3 separate regions of the Zea mays genome follow, and regions 1 and 3 are each linked to region 2. A link is a contact called in public Hi-C data. All regions are on one chromosome and are shown on one strand. The core of a region is the stretch at or near the end of the contact, and the rest is flanking DNA. Distances in the headings are between cores, read along the strand shown. Region 1 holds the start of LOC100383498. Region 2 holds the start of LOC542247 (sucrose synthase 1). Region 3 holds the start of LOC103639036 (serine/threonine-protein kinase EDR1).

What was found. Hi-C and Micro-C count contacts between places; a contact is called where the count stands out from the background.
Region 1: a contact with region 2 is called in a Hi-C map of leaf, with 6 times the contacts expected there. The contact joins the promoter of LOC100383498 here to the promoter of LOC542247 in region 2. A contact is called at or near these places in 4 of 25 Hi-C or Micro-C datasets (ear, endosperm, leaf and 1 more).
Region 3: a Hi-C map of leaf shows a contact between it and region 2, with 5 times the contacts expected there. The contact joins the promoter of LOC103639036 here to the promoter of LOC542247 in region 2. A contact is called at or near these places in 3 of 25 Hi-C or Micro-C datasets (ear, leaf and tassel).

What each region holds. Positions count from the first base shown.
Region 1 is chr9:128,106,132-128,110,544 of Zm-B73-REFERENCE-NAM-5.0, forward strand. LOC100383498 reads left to right here and starts at 2,301. Exons shown (of 13, transcript NM_001176146.1): 1 at 2,301-2,759; 2 at 3,547-3,752; 3 at 3,846-4,049; 4 at 4,132-4,242; 5 at 4,358-4,413. The coding sequence starts at 2,585.
Region 2 is chr9:127,811,477-127,816,103 of Zm-B73-REFERENCE-NAM-5.0, forward strand. LOC542247 (sucrose synthase 1) reads right to left here and starts at 2,206. Exons shown (of 14, transcript NM_001111853.1): 1 at 2,070-2,206; 2 at 1,231-1,360; 3 at 990-1,141; 4 at 672-864; 5 at 290-408; 6 at 1-186. The coding sequence starts at 2,179.
Region 3 is chr9:128,144,300-128,148,539 of Zm-B73-REFERENCE-NAM-5.0, forward strand. It overlaps LOC103639036 (serine/threonine-protein kinase EDR1), which reads left to right and starts at 1,251. Exons shown (of 9, transcript XR_004852756.1): 1 at 1,251-1,960; 2 at 2,035-2,358; 3 at 2,473-2,701; 4 at 2,830-2,936; 5 at 3,099-4,240.

The DNA.
Region 1 (4,413 bases), core at 1,051-3,550, 290 kb after region 2:
TTTGTATTCGAGTCTAGATACTCGATATCTGATCAGTATTTGTATCCATATTCTCAAAGTTTGAAAAATTAAAGCCATATTTAAAGTATATTATGCTAGATGGTATCACAGTAAAATTAATAATAATTATGATTTTTTGAATAAGGCGAGCTATTCAAACTTGATGTAAAAAGGTGAAATGAATTATAAATTGCGACCCATTTTAGGATGTATATCTTATATTTCCTTTAGTATAGTTTCCTTTTCCTTATTTAGTACTTGTTTATAGACTCGACGGTCGATTGCGTCTAGGGATGAAAACGGTCGGAAACGGTCGGTTAACACTAAAACCATTATCGTTTTCATATTTTTATCGGAAACAAAATCGAAAACGATAACTCCAGAAACGGAAACAATATCGGTATTTCAGAAACATCGAAAAATGAAAGTTTGGTGCGGAAAATACACCTGTAACGGTCGAAATCTAAAATACAATCGGTAAACATATCAAACTTCACAATACAACAAAGTTGACAAAAGATCACAAAGACCACAACTTCACAATTCATGATATAACAAGTTCACAAGGATCACAAATTTATAATATAAAAAATTTACAAAGATCACAAGTTCTCAATATAACAAGTTCACAATATAACAAGTTCATAAATATCACAAGTTCACAGACTCAAAGTTCACAGTTCACAATATCCACTCGATCTAGTTGACATGACATGCTTGCTTATGAAATATTTTCCCTCACATAAAGAGTTTTTTCACAACCTCACAGGAAAACCCTAAAACCTAGTGTGTGAAAAAGATAGACTGTCGGATCTCTATCATTATATATTACTAATACATAACATGTACATATAAAATGATGGATTCGTTCGAGAGACCAAATCGTTAATCCCAACTGCCTTCCAATACCATCTATCCCAAAAAAAATATAAAGGCGTCCAAAAAATACAAAAATAAGTAATCCTTATCTAGAGACGTACATACGATGTGAAAAATCACATGCTGAAAAATTCCGAAAAATTCTGAGTCACAATTCCAAAAAAAATCGAGACACAATTCCGAAAAATTCCGCGACACAAATCCGATAATTTCCGACAAAAACCAGTAACCGAAGAAAATGGTCGGTAAAACACCACACCGATTCCGATAGAAATTCCGAAAACCGATTCTGTTTTCGAAAAACACCACACCGATTCTGATAATTTTTTTTTTCGAAACCGGTTTCCGGAATTCCGAAAAATTCCGAAACCGTTTTCATCCTTAATTGCGCCACAGAAAGAGATAAAAGCATTACCAATAGGCTCATTCATCGAAAATCAGAGAGACATAAAAAGAAAAAAGAATTATGATCAAATCAATAGAAGGAAGGATCTCTTACCTGATTTGAATTTCATCTTCCTTCAAATAGGATATGCTCTAAGTCTCCCCATACTTTCCTATAATGACTGCAACGATTTTCTCCATTTTGTGAATTCCTATTTTATTTGAGTACCTCTTTTTGAACTTCGGAAGGACAAAAAAAGTACTGTGAAACGGATAATTTTAACTCATTGCGCTCTACCATTACTTTCCCACTTCGGATTCCATAAAATATAAAATATTTTTTCTTCACACCTGTATATAGCTTCTTCTAGTGATTGTTCAAACTAACCGACTTTTACCACCATCCATGTTTTTTAAAATTTTACAATTATAACATTGGATCGTACTGCACGTATTTGATCCTTTTTTATTGGTATAAAAACAATATCATCTCAGAAATACTTTGACTACAAATCTATAGTGCACGTCGAAATTTACATATTATGTAATTAATCGTGTCGATCAAAATATATATCGCTTACCTTTTTATTCAAAATATGATTATTATTTCTGGATGAAACTTTTTAAATACAATTATTATTTCTTAGACTGGGATGCACGTATATTTATCCAATTCCAATCCTTCCATCCGAAAGCAATTTTTGGGAGCATCCAGAGCCCTAGCTGGCAACATCAAAATCCCACACAGGCCTCGCGACCCAGTCGCTCCCTCCTCTCCATCTCCTCAAGCTTTTCAGTTTCCACTCACATATTTACACCGCTACGGGCCAAGCCCAAGCGAGAAGTTCTTGTAAAATACTCCGTACTACTTACTGAAAAGAATAAAAACTTCGGTCTTAAAAGTTTTTACTACTAGCAAAGACTCCTCGACTCGAGCGAGGTCGAGGAAAAGTTTCGCCATCCGGTTTGGTTGTGTTGGATTTTCCTTCTATTAAACCACACCATCTGTGCTCCTGACTCCGCTGCTCTGGTCTTTCCCACCACCGCGAACACCTGGCAATGGCGGCCCCCGCCCCGTCGGCCACCTCCCAGATGTCCTCAAGCGGCCTCCTTTCTTACTGAGCTCACCCACCACCCGCCACGCCCCCGACTCCCACGAACTCCTCCGCCTACCCACCCCTACCCTACTTCTCTCGCCCGCCGGACGCATCTCGGGGCTCTGCTCCCCGGTTCTCGGGGCCGGTGGATGCGACCGCGTCCCCGCCCCCGAAATCAGCTGCCCGGCGTCCTCATAGCGTTCCCGGGATCTAGGCCCTGAGCAATGGCAGCGGCGGTGGCGCCGCCGCTCTGCACCTGGCTCGTCGCCGCCTGTCTCTCCGCGGCCTGCGGCGATGGCGAGAAGGAGAATGAACGCAGGCACCGCGGTGGCGGCGTAGGGGGTTTCTTCGGCTCGCGCCGCCGCCTCGGCTCAGGGCGCCGCGGCGTGGGGCGCTCTGGTCAGCCCATTTCCCGTTTTCTATTGCCAAAGTCTGGTTTCTTTCACGCTTCGCTGTAACGGAGGAGTTTCACTGCATCGGTAGTGTCACAGCGGAGATTTGGCGGCGGGTTAAAGGTGGGAGTTTTATACGGTTCCAGGGTCACATAGCTCGTGCGCGCGCCCGGGATGTAGGCTTCGAGGGGATTATACCCAGCTTGATGCCGGCATCTTGGTCCAGTCTTTTTTGTTTTTGTATGGTTTCGGACTGGCCGTCAGCTCATGCTCTGGAGTAAGTTGGTGGGTTTGCAATTGCTAGGTCTGGCTGCACTAGTTTCACTAAATTTATGTAAACCTAGGATTTTTATCATGAGGAGGAACTGTGCCTACAGGGAAATTTCAGACCCAATTTTGGCGTCGCTATATTGACAACCAAAAGAAACTGAAATATTGTCTTGTTCATGAAATTGTCCTGTCTGGAACTAAGCAAGCTTGCATTCCTTAACAGTTGATATCTCTACTGCCATCCCTGGTTTTGGCTGTGCCTTTGTGGTACCATTACTTCAGCACAAGCATACCAAATGAAATGTGTGGGCAAACCATCCTATATTATTTGTTGATTGTGGTGTCTTCTTTTGTTCTCCCCTGTGGGCCACTCAGATGACCAAAGTTTTTACTTGAAAAGGGATTCAATTGATATATGGGCATTTGTGGATGGCACTGCCTTTCCTGTTGTCCACTTCTATTTGTCTTACATGCTGATTTCTGGTAGTTGTACACCGAATGAACAAAATTCTGGTGAACTGCAGGAATGGCCATGTCTGTTGCCTTGCATCCTGAAAGGACAGCTGTGGAAAATAAGAAACCTGATATGAAACAGAGGAGAGTGGTTGTCACTGGCATGGGTGTAGTGACGCCACTAGGGCATGATCCTGATGAATTCTACAATAACCTTTTAAGGGGTATCAGTGGAATAAGCGAGATAGAGGCATTTGATTGTTCTCACTATCCCACGGTATTTAGTTTCTTATCATGGTTAATGATGTGAGGTTTGTTGTAGAATTACGCTGAAACATGCTGTACTTCATCGACACTATGTTTCATACAGAGAATCGCGGGAGAAATCAAATCATTTTCGACAGATGGTTGGGTTGCACCAAAGCTAGCTAAGCGAATGGACAAGTTTATGCAATATTTGATAACAGCTGGAAAGAAAGCATTGGAGAATGCTGGAATCACTGAAGAAGTCATGAATGAGTTGGAAAAATCAAGATGTGGAGTCCTCATTGGGTCTGCTATGGGTGGCATGAAGGTGCAGATTCTTACATTACATGATATACTTGCTGAAAAGATCGTTTTTTAATTAGCTTCTCTTCTAATTCTATTTTGATCAGGTTTTCAGTGATGCAATTGAAGCTTTGAGGGTTTCATACAAGAAGATGAACCCATTCTGTGTACCTTTTGCAACTACAAACATGGGTTCTGCGATTCTTGCTATGGATCTGGTACCTTATATGATTAACGATCTTTTCTTGCTATTTCATTTCTTTACTTGTTTGTTGATACTTTGACAGATAGATATGATGATTCTTGATTACTGAAATTGCCCTTCATATGCAGGGTTGGATGGGCCCAAATTACTCTATCTCTACTGCTTGTGCTACTAGCAACTTCTG
Region 2 (4,627 bases), core at 956-3,455:
TTAGCTTGAGCGAAGTAACCATGAGGGGAGAGGATAACGACATTGAACACCATGGGGATCGTTCCAAGGAACTTCTCCAGGGTGGACGGATCTGGGGCCTCCAGGAGGTCCAAGAGGAGGTGGATAGTCTCCTGTGCACGCTTAGCGCAATCACCCCAACCCTTCTCCAGACCAAGTTCCTGGAACCTGTTTTTGTCCAGTCAGGATTATGTGTTAAATCGCAAGAGTACTAGTACATGCTTCAGTTGCTTTAGTATATGTAAACGAGTCAACAAAAAGTATTCAGTACCTGTGGTGAAATTCAGAGTATGGGGTATCAGCTTGTAGGGTGGACAGGTGCTCCTCAGCCTTCCTCAGCGCACCTTGCAGAGCACTGAGACTGCGGATTCTGTCGTTCAACATCATGGTCTGTAGGGAACCATAGAATTTCAGATTTTTCCAGCTAGTTCAAAGCCAATTTACAACTACCACAGCAGGAATATATGGATAAATAGTTTAAGGTGTCCTTGTGGTTAAAAATTTTAGACAGCTCAGCAACTCATTATTTATCGGGTATGCATCACAGGTCAGCCTTAATGATACAAAATTTCCACTTTGCTAACACCCTTTTGACAACTTCTAGACAATATCGATGACATTTAAGTAAAGAAACAGATAAAACAATGGCTCACCATCCCCTTGTAGTTGTGGGCGCGAAGGAAGTTGAGCAAGGGGTACATGCTCTCCTTGTCATGGAAGAGCTTTGATGACAGGTGCCTGTTGAGGAACTGCACGCCATTGCCAATGGACTTTGACAGAGAAGGACGGGGGAAGGAGGCATTGAATGGCTCAAAGTCCAGCTCAAGAACAAAGTTGTTGTTGGGGCTGCAATATATACACCAAAAGTATTATAAACTGTCATATATATGACCAAAACCTTTTTATTTTAGAAAAGTATATTAATCATGGTATATTAATCAAAGTTGTTGTTGGGGCTGCAAAAATCATACCCTTCTTCCACAAGCTGTTCCTTGAACTGCAGGTACTCAGGAACTCTCAGCTCCTCAACAGCGAGCTCACTGACGTTGACCCTCACATACTCCCAGACACCAGGCCTAGGGCGGATGGCAAGTGCAACCCATGGGGGGATGACAATCGCCTCCTGTAAGATAATAGAGCTAGAATGATTAAAGAAGGTGCACACTACAAAAGGAACAGTGCTGTCCAGCGAGATCTGAATCTGATGCAAACCTGAGCTGCCCTCAGGACATCCTCAAAAGCACCATCCTTGAGCTTCTCGCGCTCAGCCTCAGGGATCGCATTGTTGTACTCGGCAATGATCTGGTGGGGCTGCAGCATACCCTTTCCAAGGTTTTTCAGCCTGCGCAAAACGATGTGCCAAATAACATCAGACTATGCCAGATCTATAAACTCATCAAACATATACAATTTCAAGAAATAGTTTAGACGTATGATCAGCAGTCAGTAGCGTGGGAACATATGCAACATAGCGAAGAGGCACAACAGCAAATTCATTCGAAAAAATGAAAACAAAGATTCCTCTCTTTTAACTGAACTTCTCGAAACCCCTTTCATGCCTACACATCCGATCTAGTCAGATGCCTATGCGTTCATGCTGAACAGAACGTGTCAGAACTAAGCATAAACTGGTTAGCAAGCATTATCGTATTCGATAGACCCTTTAGTAACAAGCTATACATTGGGTAAGTTCAGACTCCAATCATTCTGTTCAGAAACATCGTATTGAATATAAAACTAAAGAACACACATGCAGGTGCAGCCAGATCTAACAGCAGTTTACAGTCGGTACTAAAAAAAGCATGGTGTATGTATGTATCATCAGTATCCAGTACTAGGTTTCGACAAAATCCTGGATGCTAATTAAATACTCATCTTATTAGGGAACACAGGAACATTATGTCTACAGCATTGAATGATGGCCACATCATGCTAGATCTAACAATACATAATATGATGGAACTGGTCTTAAAAAGTCGCATTCGCTCAAATAATACCCGTAGCAAAATAAATGTAAACTTGCAGACGAAGCGGGGGAAATGAGGGCAGACCTGGTGAAGACGGCGACAAGCTCATTGGGGTGGGCAGAGAGTGAGTCGCCAATGCGCTCCCTGACGCTGTGGAGGCGGCTCAGGACACGGTCACCTGCACCTTCCCCCATTGCTGTCCTCTTCCTGGATCCTCAGGCCTGCACAGCGAAACCGAAACGGAAGCGGAAGCTTCAGTCAGCAGAGAAAACTGAAACCGAAAAACGGTTCAGATCCGTTGACATAAAAGCTGCGATGACATCCTAAAACTAAAACCCCTCCAGCAAGACATAAACCCAACTGCCAACAACCAGTCTTTTAAGTCTCGACACACCCTTGACGCTGCGCCACGAAACTATATTGCAGGCAAGAAACCAACAGAACCTAACTCTGGAAGGGGGGAAAGAAACGGCAGACAGGAGCAAGACCCAAAAAAAAACGACTCAGATCCTGGTACTATAGTCCTAGTACCTAGACCAGAAAGAAGAAACAACCAATACAACAAGAGGCATACAAGAACTGAATCGATGAACTGAAACGCTTCAGAGGACCGAGGAATGGCGGAGAAGGGAGGCGCCTATTTATACAGATCTGACGAGAGAACCGAACAAAAACACATCGATGGGAACCATGGAGAAGAAAAGGGCTGGCCGCATGGCACCAATGGCCTCGGCCTCCAAAAAGCCGTTGAATCCAAAGCAGGCGAGGACGAAGCGTGACGCGGCAGGGTACTTCTCTAGAAAAGCACGGCATCAGCAAGGTGGGGGGGCTGGGGTTCCTTATTGCAGGCAATCACGAGGTGATTAGCACAAACGGAAGTAATTACACCTAGATGATGATAATAAGGCGCAGGATTAACGTAAGTTAACCATGGCCATTAGCACAAGAACCCAGGACTGTCAGCCTGTCTCCGAGTCCCGAGACAAGGAGCACATGGCGGGGCATCCGGACGGATAAAGCCAACAAGGCAACAACTTATCCGAGGAAAATCGTCACAGAAATATTTCTTGCAAAAATATTGGTTAATTAAAGAGGAAACAAAGAAGCGCCGGATCTACTAGCGTTCTGGTACCAACTCGGGAGTATGCAAAAAATATATATATATGAAACCTTAAACCCGGAGTTTGCAAGAGCCTTGGTGCTCAGTAAACCCCAGATCCAGAAGCTAACACCGTCGTTCCTGCGCGGATAAGCAGGCTCCCTCCGCTCCCCTAGGATCTCGTCAAGTGGCAGACAATAGTTCTCTGGATCTCACGGACGCTAGTCGCTAGCTATCCCCTGGTAGGCTGGTACAACAGCCGTAAAAAAACCCGTCTTTTGTTTTGTTTGTTTTGGCTATAGCTGCAAGGAAAGCAACTGCATGCAGAGGCAGCACCTCCCCCGCCTGCAGAGTGGCGGCAGGTTCAGAGAACCGGGCGAAAAAATTCGGCATGACCTCCCCTACACCATCGATCGATCATGACCAGGTCCGAGCGGAGCGTATAGTTCCTACATGCTACCGGCGGCACCGTCCGGCGCGTTCGGACACGACCAGGAGGAGGAGCATCAGTCACGGCGAGCGGCGGCGGCATTTCGCCCGGAGCAGGACAGCAGACCAGCGTCCACGCACGCACCCACGCAGGACGGCAGGAGCAGAGGAGGAGAGGGCTAGAGCACCCCCATTGCATTACCTTCCTCTGAGAGAGAGAGGAGAAGAAGGAGGGACCTCCAATCCAAAGGAGAGGAGAGAACAATCCCCTCCAAGGAAACGCAACGCAGTGAACGCAAATCAAATGGACGGGGTGAACGGAGGTGGAATGGATGGGTGAGTTGAGCGGCAGCCCCGGGCCCCGTTTTATACACGCATTGCGGGGGCAGGGGTGGGGGCCTCTTTGCTCCCACCACCTTCGTCCCTTGCCCATGTAGTATTAGATTTTTTTAAAAAAATGGTAGGTGAGGGATAAGAAAGATTAGGAATTTTTTCTTTCTTTCCTTTTGGTAGTGCATTGGGTTTGCTTTCTTCATCTGATGCTGGTTTACGGATGGATTTTTTGTTTACATGTCCAGGTATGATCGGATATGATCAGCTTGGGATGGAGTATTTTGGGTCTCTCTTTTTATTTATCTTCAAAGATTTTTTTTTGAAAGAAGGTTTCTACTCCTAAATCAGCGGAGGTTTAATGCGTGACAAGTAGCGGGAACTTTCTGCCACTAAAAACCACTCCTTTTTTGTCCTCAAGCACAAGCAGTGCTGACGCGCCCTGTACGTACGTACGTACGTACTAGAAGTAGAACAGACGAGGCTGGTATTTTTTTTTGTTTCGGTAGTAATAAATTTGGCATTCGGACGGTAATCTCGCTGTTGTAATAATAAATAAATAAATGCACACGGTCCGACGCCGCGTCACCTTCTGACCTTGGTACATGAGAAAACAGAGGGAGCGCACATCACCGCCTCCAAAATCCGCCAAAGCTGATGACCCCATGGTTTCTGACGCGCAGCAGTTTTGGTACCTGCACCCTAATGCTTGCACACAAGGAAAAAAACCACACTCGCCCCGGCGGCCTGCCTTTCCGTGCTTTGAAGAGACAGAGACACACGG
Region 3 (4,240 bases), core at 1-2,500, 330 kb after region 2:
GAAGTCTCTCTTTAAATCATTTTTTTTGAAAAAACATAAAAACATGTCTCCAACAGTTTTTCTAAAACGCTCTCAACTTTTTCATAGCCCTTAAAACTTTCTCATTTATAGCTACAAATGAGAGATTTTTTAGGCTCCACAGAAACAATCTACCGCTTTAAGAGATCTGTTAGAGAAAGGATTAAAATTCATTCCATTAATTTTTTAGGCGTCAACTAAAATTAATTTTGAGAAGTCATTTTTTAGAGAGCTCTTGAAGATGCTCTTAGATTTGTAACTTCAGAGTGGCTCTCAAGAGCTCTTCTTTTCTCCTCCGCAGGCTACACTGTGGGGCTGCAATTAGGACTGGGCGTTCGGGTTTACCCGAAAATTCGGGTCGGGCTTTTCGGGTTTTTTAAATTTCGGGTTTTCAACAGTTGAACCCGTACTCGTACCCGAAATTTCGGGTACCCGCAATTTCGGGTACCCACAAATTCGGGTTTGGGTTTGTGTAAAATTCGGGTACCCGTTATTGCCTTTGACAAAATCACAAACTCAAATCACACTTGGTTGTTGCCTGTTGGTCCACTCGGGCAATGCATGTGCGTGACGGGCGCCTGGACGTTGGCCTGGACGGCGCCTTGGTGAGGCCGCGGCGCCTGGACGCTAGCGTCGCGTTGAGCGCTGGTGGCTGGCGTGCGACCGGCTGGACAGGTTGCAGTTGTAGCCTAGGCGATGGCCAATGGGGGGCGTGCCGCAGCCGCCGCTGGTGCCGCGCCAGGAACAGCCGCCGCTGGAACAGCCGCCGCTGGTGCCGCGCCAGGGACTCAGGACAGCCGGACAAGGAAGACAGGACTCAGGAGTTAGGGTTGGCTGGATTGGGAGGTTTCGATTTCGTAGTAGGCTGCCAACTGGGCCGTGGGCTGTGGAGCTTGCGCTCGGCCTGGCGCCTGGCGGCCTTCTAGTAGAATGGATATCGGGTAGAATGGGTACTTCGGGTACCGCGGGTTAGTACCCGATTAGGCCCGAACTTAGTTCGGGTATCCAGTTTCATTACCCGCTGGAGCTATTTGGGTAACGGGCTTCGGGCTAAACGGGTATGGGTTCGGGTATTTCGGGTATAGGGCTTCGGGCTCGGGTTTTATGCCCCTAGCTGCAATGCTCGGACGGGATGACAAGCGTCAATGATCCTTGTGCAAGATACTTGCAGAATCAAGCAAAAAAAAAACATCGAGTAGTAGCACGTACGGCTTGGTTGTTGTAGCGTGCAGGCCCATATATAGTAGCAAATTAACTGTCCAGCAAAGCGAGCCCGTTGGAAACTCGGCCCAAACTCTACCTCATCTATCACCTCAACAACCACACCAGCAAATGAGTTACTTATCTCTACTATTCCTTAAGACCATAACGAGGGCGTCCACCGCATCACCGTGCCCCCGCCCCCGTCTACGAGCGACCCTCTGCGCTCGCGCGAATCCCGCCCGAGATCGCCGCCGATCCGAAGCAACGGCACCGTGCCCCTCCCCCTCGCGAGATCCGCGACCGCCCCATCCCGGCGCCGCGGGATCCACGCCTCCGCCCTCGCCCTTCCCCACCCCCACCCGCTAATCTCGCGGTCGATCCGCGCCCGGTCCTGACCCCGCCTCCGTCCTCAGCACCGCCACTCCGTCCCCCATCTTCGGCGCCGCCGTCTCCCGCTCCCCTGGCACGCATTCGGGGTCCTTGCGGGCGACAAGCACCTCCGTCCCGGAGGCATCTGCCGCTGCAGCATAGACCACCATGTCCTCGCTCGGCAGCACCGATGTTGACGATGGCAACGAGGAGGAGGACGGCTCCGCGAGCACCCCCGAGATCTACTGCTGCCACTCCCACGCAGTTCTTGCTCACGAGATCTGTGTGCAGGTTGATGTCCTCGTGGTGCCACGCCGACCTCGCCGCCACCAAGCGCGCCACCCATGTCCTCACCGACCTCGCCAAAATTGTAAGAATAGGTGTTGTCACTGTCGTGGTGTACGTACAGTTGAGTTTTGAGTTAGTGTTTAGCTTCCTTACCAGGGACGGATCGAAGCACCATAATAAGTGTTTAGCTTTCCTCCGCGCCTCGGGCGGCCGCGGCACAGGCGCCGCCGCGCCCGCTCGCCGCGAAGCACAAGGACGAGCCGGACCCCGACGACGGCAGGCAGAGGGTCACTGTCTTCTTCGGCACGCAAACCGGCACCGCTGAGGGCTTTGCCAAGGTCCCTACTCAAACTCTGCTCCTCTGTTTGCTGTGTTTGCGGTCCCTTCTACAGACTACAGCCAGAGCTCGGTGCTCTGCTCGCTTGCTTGCACCGCTGGCTAAGATCGGATTTGACGGCACTTTTGGGCGTGGAGATCTTGGTACCGTCCAGAAGAAGCTCAAATCTATTTCATACACAAGTGCATTTGATTTTGTTCCTGATGTTAGGCTGACCTTTAACAATGCGATGACTTACATTCCTTGTGGCCATGTAGTGCATGACTCGTGCCCGCGCCAGGACTCGTTGCCAATATTGCACTCTTAGTGCAAAGAATAGCTGAGCTTGTTACAGATAATATGGGTGGACCTGTCAAAGATGCTAACGACATGCTCACAAGGTGGCTGGAGAAGAGTACTGAGCTGAGAACATCGCTACAAACAAGTTTGTTGCCTATTGGTTGCATCAAGATAGGGTTATCACATCACCGTGCCCTACTTTTCAAGGTTCTCTGCTTCGGTCCCTTCCTCTTTCTCATGCATGCATTTGCAAGAAAACTAGCTAGCTTATTGTTTCAACTGAGAAGCACATGCTTAGAAAGTAATGTAATTATGTCTTGTACCTCTCCATGCAGATCCTTGCCTATAGTGTTGGGATTCCATGCAAACTTGTCAAAGGGAGCAATTATACTGGTGGTGATGACGACGATGCTATAAACATAATTAAGATGGACAATGAAAGGTATCAATGTTTAATTATTGTGCTTTGTTCATACTTCACAGTATAAATACTTAAGATACGTCAAGTTATGCTATCCATGTGCTAGCCTTATTTACTATATTCCAATTAATTTGTTGCTACTCTATGTTTACTAAGTAGTTTTTTGGTTAAATTTTTCTGTAGGGAGTTTTTGGTTGATCTGATGGCTGCTCCTGGTGCTCTTATTCCAGCAGATATCTTAAGTTGGAAAGGCAATTCGTTAAATTCTAATCGAAAACTCGGCCTGAATCGAACAGCTGGATCATCAAGTACTGTTGATGCTAATGTGGATCCTACTGTATTGCCACTTGAACCTAAAGGTGGCCAACTGCCTTTGTTCAGCAGTGGTGATTGGATGTCAGACATTGATTCTGGATATGAGGCAGCAGAAATTGCAGCTTCTACTCAAACCTCTTCGGGTGTCACACCATATCTGTGTTCTGCTGGAAGTGTTTTTGGCAGTTCATGGATGCTGGTTAATCATGACCAATCAGATGGACCATCAACTTCTGCTGGTACATCATCGCAGCAGAAAGTTGTACCTCAAAGCGAGCATCAGCGGAATTTAAACCGCCTTCCAGATCTGCAGGAAATTCCAGAGTCAAAAAACCTTTTTGCTGACCTTGTTCCTTCTGGGGATAATAAGTCCAAGAAAACTTCAGTACCATTCAAAGGACCAGATCATAGGAACAATGAGTTGCAAAAGCGCAGAGAGAACATTGTCCCTAATGCTGGAAGACCACATCAGCGGTTAGTTATGAAGAATTGGTCTCCTTACAATGATGTTTCCAACAACAAACAGTACAATTATGTCGAGGATTCGTTTGCTCGTAGAAATGTTGGTAATAATGCTGCACCATCATCATCCCAGATGCCACGACCAGCCGCAAGATCTAACCTTAATTCTAGATTGCATAATGATGCATCATATCATAATTATGATAGCATTATGGCTGGTACCTCTGCCATGAACATTACATCTACAGCTGAGACCGGGAAGGTTCCTGAAAGGGTTATGCGTGGTGATTTGGACAAAGGCCAAACAAATTATAGATTGGAGGATCAACATGTCATAGTTCAACCACCACAGGGAAGACTTCCATGGGGTATTCCTGCAGAAGGAAGCGTTCCAATGAATAGAGTTCAGAGTCAAGCAAAACAACACTTGGAAAACATGGATGCAAAGCAAGACCATAAGAAATTGCTCCCTGATCCAAAAAAATCTCCCCTTGACAAATTCATGGACACATCATTGCCTTCAAGAAACATGGACATGAGGTCACAGA